Regions from separate parts of the Oryctolagus cuniculus genome. Here region 2 is linked to region 1. Evidence: chromatin contacts called from public Micro-C data. All regions are on one chromosome and are shown on one strand. The core of a region is the stretch at or near the end of the contact, and the rest is flanking DNA. Distances in the headings are between cores, read along the strand shown. Region 1 holds the start of PGRMC2 (progesterone receptor membrane component 2). Region 2 holds the start of LARP1B (La ribonucleoprotein 1B).

Region 1 (5,426 bases), core at 2,038-4,537:
AATTAAAACCAATGTGGTCAAAGGAGAGAGAACATAAGAAATGTGCACAGGCTCTTTAAGCTTTTGCTTGGAAGCGACACATGTTACATTCCCATCACATTTCATCAGCCATGCTTTAGGCCACAGGAGTAGGGAAATCTAAGTTTTCTATATGTGTAGAAAATGGAAATACTTGGTGACTTATGCTAACATATCTCAGAGAGAAGTCAGGGCTTAAGAGAGCTGTTTTTCAGTGTCACATCTCTGTGACAACAGGTAAAAGCAGTGTCAGGATGAAAAAAGGAGTAACAGTAGCAAAGAATGCAGATGACAAATGCTTGCAGATGACCTCTACACAAGGTAGTGATCCAAGAGGAAAAAGAAGGCCAAAAGAGGTCAGAAGAGGAGCATCCACAGAAGCAAAAAGAGGAATCTTGGAATCCAAAGAGGAATTTCAAGAATGGAATAGTCCGGGTTGGCGCTATTGTAGTAGACTAAGCCTCCACCTGCAATGCCAGCATCCCATATGGACGCTAGTTTGTGTCCTGGCTGCTCCTCTTCTGATCCAGCTATCTGCTTACAGCCTGAGAAAGCACTGGAAGATGGGCCAAGTGTTTGATCCCCTGTACCCACGTGGGAGACCTGGAAGAAGTTCCTGGCTCCTGGCTTTGGATCAGCTCAGCTCTGGCCTTTGTGGCCATTTGGGGAGTGAGCCAGCAGATGGAGGACCTCTCCCTCTCTTTGTCTGTAACTCTGCCTCTAGAATACATAAATAAATCTTAAAAAAAAAAAAAAAAGAAAAGAATTAAATAGTCAGGAACAGCACATGATAAAAAGTCAAAATGGGTGACATACACAAGGAATCTGAAATTCAAGAGATTAGTCAGTGTGAGCTCCTTACCCTTAACCTTAGAGTGACTGTTCATTGAGGTTTGCCTGTGAGAATCTCATTTCACTCCTGTTTTCCCAGTGTTATTAACACTGCCCTCTTTCATTTCCAAAAGTTTTCTGTTAGAGGGCAGATTATATGGTCACTTCCTGTTCACTCTACCTCAAGAAAGTACTTCTAATTCATGGATTGGCAAATCGTGGCCTGCAGGCTGTTTTGGACCTTCTGAAGGCTTAAAAAAAAAAAAAAAAAAAGCTTCCTCATCTTTAAGTAATTGAAAAATTCAAAATTGTATTTCATGACACTTGAAATTATTGCCTATAAATAAAATTGTATTGGAACAGGCCACATGCCTATGGCTGCTTTCTCATTACAAGGCAGAATTAAGTAGTTGCACCTCGTGGCACCTGAAGTATTACCTGGCCCATTATAGAAATTACTTGATGCCACCACTAATTCTGGGTGTCCTAACTTCATGCACACACTGGTTTCCCATAGACCTCCCTCCTCAATCCTGCATACACCTGGCTGCTAAATGAGGTCTTGGAACTTTCAGTGCTGTTACCTGCCCTGTCAAAATCTTCAGCAACTCCTCCAAGACCAACAACACCAGATACGGTCCCGGTCAATTCCCTGATACTAAAGACAACCACCTGGAGTTCCAGATTTTGCTCCTCTTCACTTACAGCCAAAATGGGCTGCTCACTGCTTCCCTTGGCTCGTACCATAAGCCCCACGGCTACTCCATGCCTCTCTTAGACACCACCAGTTCCTCAAAATTAAACAAAAATCGTCACACATTACAAGAAAAAGGGGCACAGACTGGTACCACCTCCGGTGGGACACCAAATGTGAAGAAAAAGGCTGAGAGAGGAAACAGAATACGAACTGATAGCCTGACTGAATTTACCCAAATAAAATAAATCCGCAGAGGTGGGTGATCAACTGCCAGAGGCACACAGAAGGGACACATGGCAGAGGGCCCAGACCCCAGCAGGCTGGGCCTCTTTATATCTTTGGTGGGCTAGAAGCTGGGGTGGAGGGCAGTAGGTGGAGGTGTGTTTCCCCACACAGGTTCAAGTTTGGCCCACTGGCTACCAAACTTGCGTTAGAACCCAGAGGGTAGGGTGGAGAATAATAGGGCGTGAGACTTAACTGGCCTCTTGAAAGCAGGCAGGAGTAATGTGACCCTAACATGGCTAAGGCTTACGTCCTTGTTCCAACACTCATCAAACCAGGTAGTCTGGGAAGGCTCAGAGAACACAAAGAGCAGACCCAACAGGAAAGAGGGCAAGTAAGTCACGTGCATGAGACAGCAGCACCAAGAAAGAAGCTTCAGGAGTGACTATGTGGGGTTTCCAGGATTTGAAAGTACAAAGGACACCCCAGGAACAAAACTGTACATAAAACTAAAGCGAGGGGTCTGCGCCCGTGGCATAGCAGGCAAAGCCACTGCCTGCAGCGCTAGCATCCCATACGGGCGCTGGTTCCAGTCCCAGCTGCTGCACTTCTGATCCAGCTCTCTGCTGTGGCCTGGGAAAGCAGCAGAAGATGGCCCAAGTCCTTGGGACCCTGCACCCACACAGGAGACCCAGAAGAAGCTCCTGCCTTCGCATTGGCACAGCTCTGGCCATTGCAGCCAATTGGGGAGTGAACCAGCAGATGGAAGACCTCTCTCTGCCTCTCCTCTCTCTGTGTAACTCTGACTTTCAAATAAATTAATTAATGGAAAAAAAAATTAAAGCAAACACAAGGACCACGCCAGCCCATCCACATCCAAAGTGCCACAGATTAGGATCCAGAGAAAAACTAAACGGTTAATCTCAAGTAAGAGTTCTACAACAGCAACCTTGAGCAAAGCCCAAGGGGAGCGGCTGCTTGGCGCCGCGCAATCGCCACCGAGACTGCCGATACCAGGGAAGTCCAGGGCCAGCTCCTCGCCTAAACTTCTGGATGCTGTCCCACCTCCAGGGCCACGCTCCCGGGGGAGCAACAGACATCTCTCATCGACTTGCTCCCAGTATTTAAGATCGCGCCGAGGCCGCCCACACACCACCTGCGCCGGCCCGCCCCCAGGGCCGCCTCCGCACACGTGAAGCGCCCGAGCGCGGCGAGAGCAAAGAGGCGGGAGTTCACGGCCGCGAACCCAGGCCTGGGAAGAGACGCGAGCCCCGCGCGCACGCGCACAGCAGGGAGACGGGGGGCGGGGGGAGCGGGCCTCTCCGAGAGGCTGCTCTGGAAAGGAGAGCGCGTGGCGCTCCGGCATCGGCGCACGCGCTGTGCCCTTGCCCCGCCCACACGCGCGTGCGCGCACGCGCGCTGTCGGCGCAGCATGTTTTTCTTCAGATCCGCCCTCCTCGTCTGTTTCACAGATCCGAGGCGAGGAGCGAAAGCGGGGAAGTGTGGGGCGAGATGGGCGGGGCGTCGCACGCGAGCGCGGCCTGCAAAAGAAGGGAGGAGGGGAGAGAGCCGAGACAACGTTACCCCGTCAACACCCAATCAGGAGGCGGCCTGTCCCCGCCCTCTCCCCTCACGTTATTGGCTGGGAAGTCCCCCCTCATGGGCGGGGCCGGCCTGGGGTTGGGGAGGGCAGGGGGCGGGGAGGAGGAGGAAGGCGCTGGCGGGCAGTGATGGCGGCGGGTGATGGGGACGTGAAGCTAGGCACCCTGGGGAGTGGCAGCGAGAGCAGTAGCGACGGCAGCAGCGAGAGCCCAGGCGGCGCGGGAGCAGCAGCGGAAGGGGGCGGCTGGGCGGCGGCGGTGCTGGCGCTTCTGACGGGGGGCGGGGAGATGCTGCTGAACGTGGCGCTGGTGGCGCTGGTGCTGCTGGGGGCCTACCGGCTGTGGGTGCGCTGGGGGCGGCGGGGTCTGGGATCCGGGGCCGGGGCGGGCGAGGAGAGCCCCGCCGCCTCTCTGCCTCGCATGAAGAAGCGGGACTTCAGCTTGGAGCAGCTGCGCCAATACGACGGGTCCCGCACCCCGCGCATCCTGCTCGCGGTCAATGGGAAAGTCTTCGACGTGACCAAAGGCAGCAAGTTCTACGGCCCTGGTGAGGAGGAGTTGGAAAGGGAGAGGGAGGACCCCCTGTAGTGCAAGCACGACTCCCCCTTCTGACGGGGAGGCCCCTGGGCACCAGGTTAGTTCGCCCAGTCTTCTTGTCGCCTGGACCCTCGCGCCTGGGCTGCCTCACCTGGGACGGCCCTCCCCCCACACGCCCCCTGCTGCGGACGCCGTCGGCTTTCCAGCAGGTCGGGGTCCCCCTGGGACCCCAGGGACCAGCTCTCAGCGTTCGTCTGTCTCCCATTCCGTCTCTCCTCGCAGCGTCTTCTTCAGCCGAATTTTGCAAAATCCTTAAATAGTTGCCTCCAGCCGAACTGGCCCTCCACCTTTCCTGAGCTTTCTAATTCCGGGGATGGGTGCGGGCTGGAGGGAGGGAAGATTTCTAAAGTAGGGATCTAAAGTTCCGGCCTTGGTAATTCACACTTTTTTCTGCCACTGATCCGGCTCCCTTTCTGCCTACCACTCCTCATAAGGCCACGTTTAGGGACACGTAATTCCCAGTCCCAGCCCTTCCAGGCTGTGAAGTCCAGACGTATAAGCAACGTCTTTTAAAACCAGTTTGCGTTCTGAGATGCTTTCCAAGATTAACAATGTATGTGGGATGAGGACCGTCGGAAAGGCAGATCTGATTAAAGATGGGCAAGGATATTCGCCCTTAAGTGTTGGGGGCGGAGCTCATATACCCAGCAGGCGCGCCTCTTTTTTTTTTTTTCTTCTTTTCCTCTTATTTCTTTTTACCTTTTTGACTTTTTTTTTCCTTTTTTGCTGGTAGGAAAGCGAATATTCAGATTCAAACAAGGTAACAATGACCGATGTTTTCAATTACCAGAACTAAGAAAAAACTTGGAAGAGCTTTAAATCCCGCATGCACCAGTTGAAAATTAAATATTTTTACAGTTTGCTTTCAGAAAAGTGTGTTCATTTCGAAGCTCTTCACAGTGTAGTTGTAGCATGCATTTCAGATCATGCTGATAAACTTCAGACTTAAGGAACCTGTTGGTATTCCATAGAATTGAGCAACATTGTACATCCTGGCTGTGCAATGATACTTTGAAAAAAGTGACTACAATAAGAATAAATAATAAAGTTAGAGACTTAAAGTGACTTGTTATTAGAAAGAGTACATCGACCCCTTAAAGTCAAGGGGCTGGCAGTCTAGGAACAAGCTCATTTCTACCTTGGTCTGATCTGTTAGGCCATGAGATTTATTGACACTTACAAAATATATTTGATTTCAGTGCGTGCTGCATGGCAGGTATTTTGGAAGTACTTTGGTTTGTCGTTTAATTGGAAGATAAGAAATTGGAGATTTTTGGTGTTAAAACTATTGAATTTGTTTCCTAGTTGTATTCCTGTTTGTTATGCATTCTGTCCAACTATAGATTGCATATAAAGTATTTGTTTTTGTTTATATATGAATACCAGATGTCTGTTCCTTGTATCAATTCAGATAATACTTATTTTTTATACTTAAGGGTATGTGGGACAAGTGAAATTTT
Region 2 (5,154 bases), core at 744-3,243, 220 kb after region 1:
TTTACTCTCTTCAATAAGTAACAGGCAGCAGGGAATTACACTAATATTAAACCTACAGCCAATTTTAATGTTTGCTCCAACTATGGAAATTAATGAACAACGAAGGAAGGAAGTGCATTTCTGTACAAAAACTAAAGAATTCAGTGAAGTCAACACTTATCTCCCTCTACTGGAGTTCCTGGGAAGAAACGTGGGTTTACAACAACCGCCTTATGTTTTATACCACCACATCCTTCATCTCATTTGATTCTCACAACCCCGTAAAAGTGTTCAAATTTTTTTCTGTTCCACTGTTAACCTTTAAATTTAAGTAGCAAAGCCTTGCAAGAAAACAGCTGTTATGTCTACACAAAAGCTCAATTAATTCATTATAATTTAACATGGCAAAAATGAAAGACACTGCCTTTTCATTTTATCTAGCTTTTCCATTTTTAAAACAACCAGGGTAGTTGCTGCAACCAAAATAAAGCACCAAGGGCCATACTGCATAGATCAGCATTCAAATGCTGACCACACAATCTAATCTCAAAAGGGAATAAGAGCTCACAGAATGTTAGATCACAATTTCCCTAACGTGCAATTCTCTCTCCTGTGTCAAACTATCCTGTTTCAATTATTTTCACTCACAATCATCGCCCAAAGCACTTTATGAGCCACCACACTCAGGGTCTCATGTTCAATGACTCCTTAGCAGTGTTCTGAAAACCTTGATTTTTTTTTCCGTTTTATCAACAAAACATCACAATCGCATTTCCACTTGGAAATAAATCTCCTTTGCTCCAACTTGCTGTAAATCTATTTACAAATCCGCCCAAATTTCCCCCCTAGAATGAACCGCGCTGACGATCCAAAGTTAAAGCTACTTTACCGAGTCACTCATTCACACAGTTCTGGGCCGCGCCAGCGGGGCCGCGCTGCCAAGTTTACCCCCTCCGTGCCCCCATCAGTCAAAGAGAACCTGAGGTCCCACCTCTTCCTGTCGCTCCCTTCCCACATGTCCATTTATGTAAATGGGTATCGTGAATGACACCTTGGCAAGAAATACCTTCGACTGACAGGGAAGCCGGGCCCGCCCCTCCCCCAGCCCCGCGCGGCCAAGTCCAGGAGTCGCCCCTCCGCACCCTCCCCGAGCCCCCCGCGGAGAAGCCACAGACCTGCCTCCAGAGTCTCCAGCGGGGGCGGCGGCGGGCCCGTCCCGGCGGGGGACAGGTGCTGGGGAGGCTTTTTGGTCCAGGGGTTTTCCTTAGGCGGCAGCGGCGGCGGTGGTGGTGGCAGTGGCGGCGGCGGCAGCTTTTCCTCGGGGCCGGCCGCTGCCGCCTCATCTCGGGCGTCCTCGGCCGGCGGCTCCCGCGGCGGCGGTGGCAGCGGCTCCCCGCCGAAGGGGCCCCCGGGCCCGCGCGCCTTGTGCGCCAGGTGCAGGGACAGGGGCCTCACGGGCACGGCCGCCTGGGGCACGCTGTGTCCCAGCACTGGCACCGGAGACGGCTCTCCCCGCGCCCCCGCGCTGGTGCTGGCCGCGGCCCTTTCCTCCCTCGCCGCCTCCTTCCCGTCTCGATCCGGCGGGGGCGGCTGCTCGGCCTGCCGGCTTGCCGCGGCCAACCGCGACTCCCTCTCTGCGGCCGCCGCGGGCGGATCCTCCCGAGAGTGAACGGCGGGCACCGGGGCGCGAGCAGACATCGTCCCCTTGCCCCAGCCACCCCAGCCGGGGGGGGCCCGGGGCCAGGGAGCCCGGGTGCCCGTCGCTCCGCCGGGGCACCGACTAGCGCCGGCCTGGGGCACAGAACCCGAGAGCCCGGCCGCCGTCGCCGCCACCGCCGCCCGCCGAGGCCGCGCAGCGCCCGGCGTGCCGGCCCGCGTCGAACGGAGCGCTAACCGCCCGCCGGCCCAGCCCTCGTCGGCGGCGCACGCCCAGAGCCAGCTAACACGCGCCGGGCGCCGCAGCCGGGAGCCGCGAGCCCTCACCTGGCGCGGGCAGCTGCGGAGGAGCCGGCAGCCGGGCTGGAGGACCTTTAGCGGCGTCTGGAGGCGCAAGCCGCTCGCGCCGGTAACTGCTCGAGGGGCGGGGCGGCGGCATGCGGAGGCGGGCCGAGGGGCGGGGCGGGACCTCCTCGCGGAGCGTGACGTGGCTGCTCCCCGACCCCGGCCGCCGCCGCCGCCGCCGCCGCGCTGCGCGAGGTGGCCGCCCGCCCTGAGGGCCGGCCCCGCCCAGCGGCCCGCCGAGGGGAAGGAGGGCGCACCGGGCGATTCCCGGCTCGCGGGTGACGGTCGCCCGGGCTGTGAGCGCAGGGGCGGGGCGCCCGCCGGCCCTCTATGACTCGCCGGCGGGCTCGCGCTCGGCTCCCGCGGCGGCGACGACCGCCACCCGGGCGCGGTGCGGGGCGGGTGGCGCACGTGGCGCTGGGGGAGCCGCCGGGCGATTTGCCCTTAGGCTCCGGGACCGAGTGGCCCCTGGGCGAAGGGCGCTGGGGCGGTGCTGGCCGCCACCCCCACCAGCACCGGGTGCCCCCGCGTGGGCCGGGGTCTCCGACCGGGCCGCTGTGCCCTTTGCGCCCAGCGCCTTAGCGCGGTGAAAGTTCCCTCCCTGGCGCTTCGGGGGCATCGCGGTGACCTGGAATCTGGAGCCAGGAACGCAGTGAAAGCGGTGTTATCTGTAGGTAATTGTTTATGAAACCTTTGCCCCGAAATTTGAGTTACTGCACTTCCCTGCCCTGATTCCCACCCACAAACTGAAATATTTTTAAAGCGCCCTTGTGTGAAACAGCTAATATTTCGCTTTTGAACTTTTTTATTCAGTATCCCTATAATTTGAAGGACTAACACTTGATGACGAATTATATTTTTTCACTAGAATGAATTTTAAAGTAGTACAAATTTTTTGATGATAAATCCGATAGGAGCTTCTGTATGGCTCTCAAATTCAGTTAGACATGATACTGGTTTTATGTGCGTTTATTTATGAGTTAATGTTTATGTGCGGGTACAAGGTCTCTGAGCAGAGATTCAATTCAATCAGATTTTTTTTTCTCAGCCCTTCCCCCACCCCTGTAAGGATTTGGGAGGAATTCTTCCTGGTTCCTTTAAGGCTGCCAAACCACGCACATATAATGTCTGGGATTCCCACCTCCCTTGGGTTTCACTTAAATCACATTAAATTTGAGGTTACGGGGTGTTTTTTTGTTTGCTTTTCGCTTTTTTTAAAGATTGATTTATTTATTTGAAAGGGTTACACAGAGAAAGGCAGAGAGAGAGAGAGGTCTTCCATTGCTGGTTCACTCCTCCAATTGGCCACAACGTCCAGAGCTGCCTGGATCAGGAGCCAATAGCCAGGAGCTTCTTCAGGGTCTCCCACGTGGGTGCAGGGGCCCAAGGACTTGGGCCATCTTCTACTGTTTTCCCAGGCCATAGCAGAGAGCTGGGTTGGAAGCAGAGCAGCTGGGTCTTGAACCAACACCCATTTGGGATGCCGGCACTGCAGGCAGCGGCTTTACCCACTTTTTGTTTTTAACTTAAATTATTTCCCTAAGGCTAATAATCTATTTATTCAGCAGCTATAAACAATAAGACTTGTGTTCCATATCAGTAATCTCTAATTTATCAGACCCTTATCCACCTCCTGAATCCAGTTGTGATTAAGTGAGAATTTTACTTCCATCTATATCCCTGAGATGGGACACTTTTACCAGCTCTGTTATGAGTAAAGCTTTGTGTTTTTAACTACCGGGGCCGGTGCTACGGGGCAGCAGGTTAATGTCCTGGCCCGAAGCGCCAGCATCCCATATGGGCGCCAGTTTAAGACCAGGCTGCTCCACATCCGATCCAGCTCTCTGCTATGACCTGGGAAAGCAGTACAAGACGGCCCAAGTCCTTGGGCCCCTGCACCCACGTAGGAGACCAGCTGTTGCAGCCAATTGTGGAGTGAACCATCAGATGGAAGACCGACCCCCCCCCCCCCCCCGCCGTGTAGCTCTTTCAAATAAATAAATGAATCTTAAAAAAAAAAAAAAAAAAAAACAAACTACCAACTTGTTCTTGTTGTAATCAGCCCTTTGGAGTCCTGCCAGGTAATCCTTGCCTCCTTTTACAAAAGCCTATCAACAAGTTCACTGTGACTGTGACTCAGAACACGTTATTTTACTCTCTATTCAAATACACATGGATTAAAGACTGGTGAGTCAGTTGAGAAAAGGTAATATGGATTGGTTCTCCCAAGTTTGATTTACATGGGCTACCTAACCATGGTTGCTTCATTTTTTTCATTGTCATCTTTTTAAGTGAAAAGTCATATAGGGATTTCTTAGGTAAAGGGGAAGGATTAATGGAGAGCTTTTTTTTTTTTAATGGAAACATGGTTTGCTTGCAGAGAAGGAAGAACTGGAGGATGACTGAGTGTTCAGAATCAGACTGCAGTGTGCACCACTAACTCAGTGAAGGGAATTGGTATTTGTCTCCCTTTCAAATGCATACAAGTAACTCCTGTGTCCCCATAACTTCCTCTTTGAAACACCCTCACCTATCTTGTTGTTGCCCCTCCATATCCACTCTCCACCCTCTCCCCCTGCTCTAGTGCCAGGGAGGGCTAACCTGTTGAGATTGCACCAATGGGCTCCTTTGTCCTACTTGGTATCGGCATGGGTTCTGGCAGTGGGAATTATCTGCAGGACACTGTAGGCCAAAAAATAGTAAGGTCATGGTCATTCCCACAGCTGAGTCACATGGCTACTGGACTTTCTCAGTACTCTTACCCTCTCCACTCCTTCCTTTTATTTTAATGGCCTGGGGTACCCTACCAGTCCATGGGGTACTGCCTTGTCCCTTGTTGATTTCCACGACCATGCCCACATCTCTGTAAATAGCCCTTTTAGTAACTTCGAAATAGGGGCCAGTGCTGTGGCAGAGTAGGCTAAACCTTGGCCTGCAGCGCTGGCATCCCATATGGGCACTAGTTCATGTCCCAGTTGTTCCTCTTCTGATCCCACTCTCTGCTATGGCCTAGGAAAGCAGTAGATAATGGCCCAAGTGCTTGGGTACCTGTACAAGTGTGGGAGACCCTCAAGAAGCTCCTGGCTCTGGCCATTGCGGTCATTTGGGGAGTGAACCAACAGATGGAAGACCTTTCTCTCAGTCTCTACCTCTCTCTCTTTCACATAAATAAAA

What was found. A called contact is a pair of places that touch in the nucleus more often than the background predicts.
Region 2: a contact with region 1 is called in a Micro-C map of ear pinna, with 8 times the contacts expected there. The contact joins the promoter of LARP1B here to the promoter of PGRMC2 in region 1. A contact is called at or near these places in 2 of 6 Hi-C or Micro-C datasets (ear pinna and an unstated tissue).

The regions. Positions count from the first base shown.
Region 1 is chr8:36,454,787-36,460,212 of mOryCun1.1, forward strand. PGRMC2 (progesterone receptor membrane component 2) reads left to right here and starts at 3,288. Exons shown (of 3, transcript XM_002717245.5): 1 at 3,288-3,916. The coding sequence starts at 3,499.
Region 2 is chr8:36,677,997-36,683,150 of mOryCun1.1, forward strand. It overlaps LARP1B (La ribonucleoprotein 1B), which reads right to left and starts at 1,994. Exons shown (of 20, transcript XR_011378248.1): 1 at 1,155-1,994. LOC108178132 (a long non-coding RNA gene) reads left to right here and starts at 2,313. Exons shown (of 4, transcript XR_011378253.1): 1 at 2,313-2,650.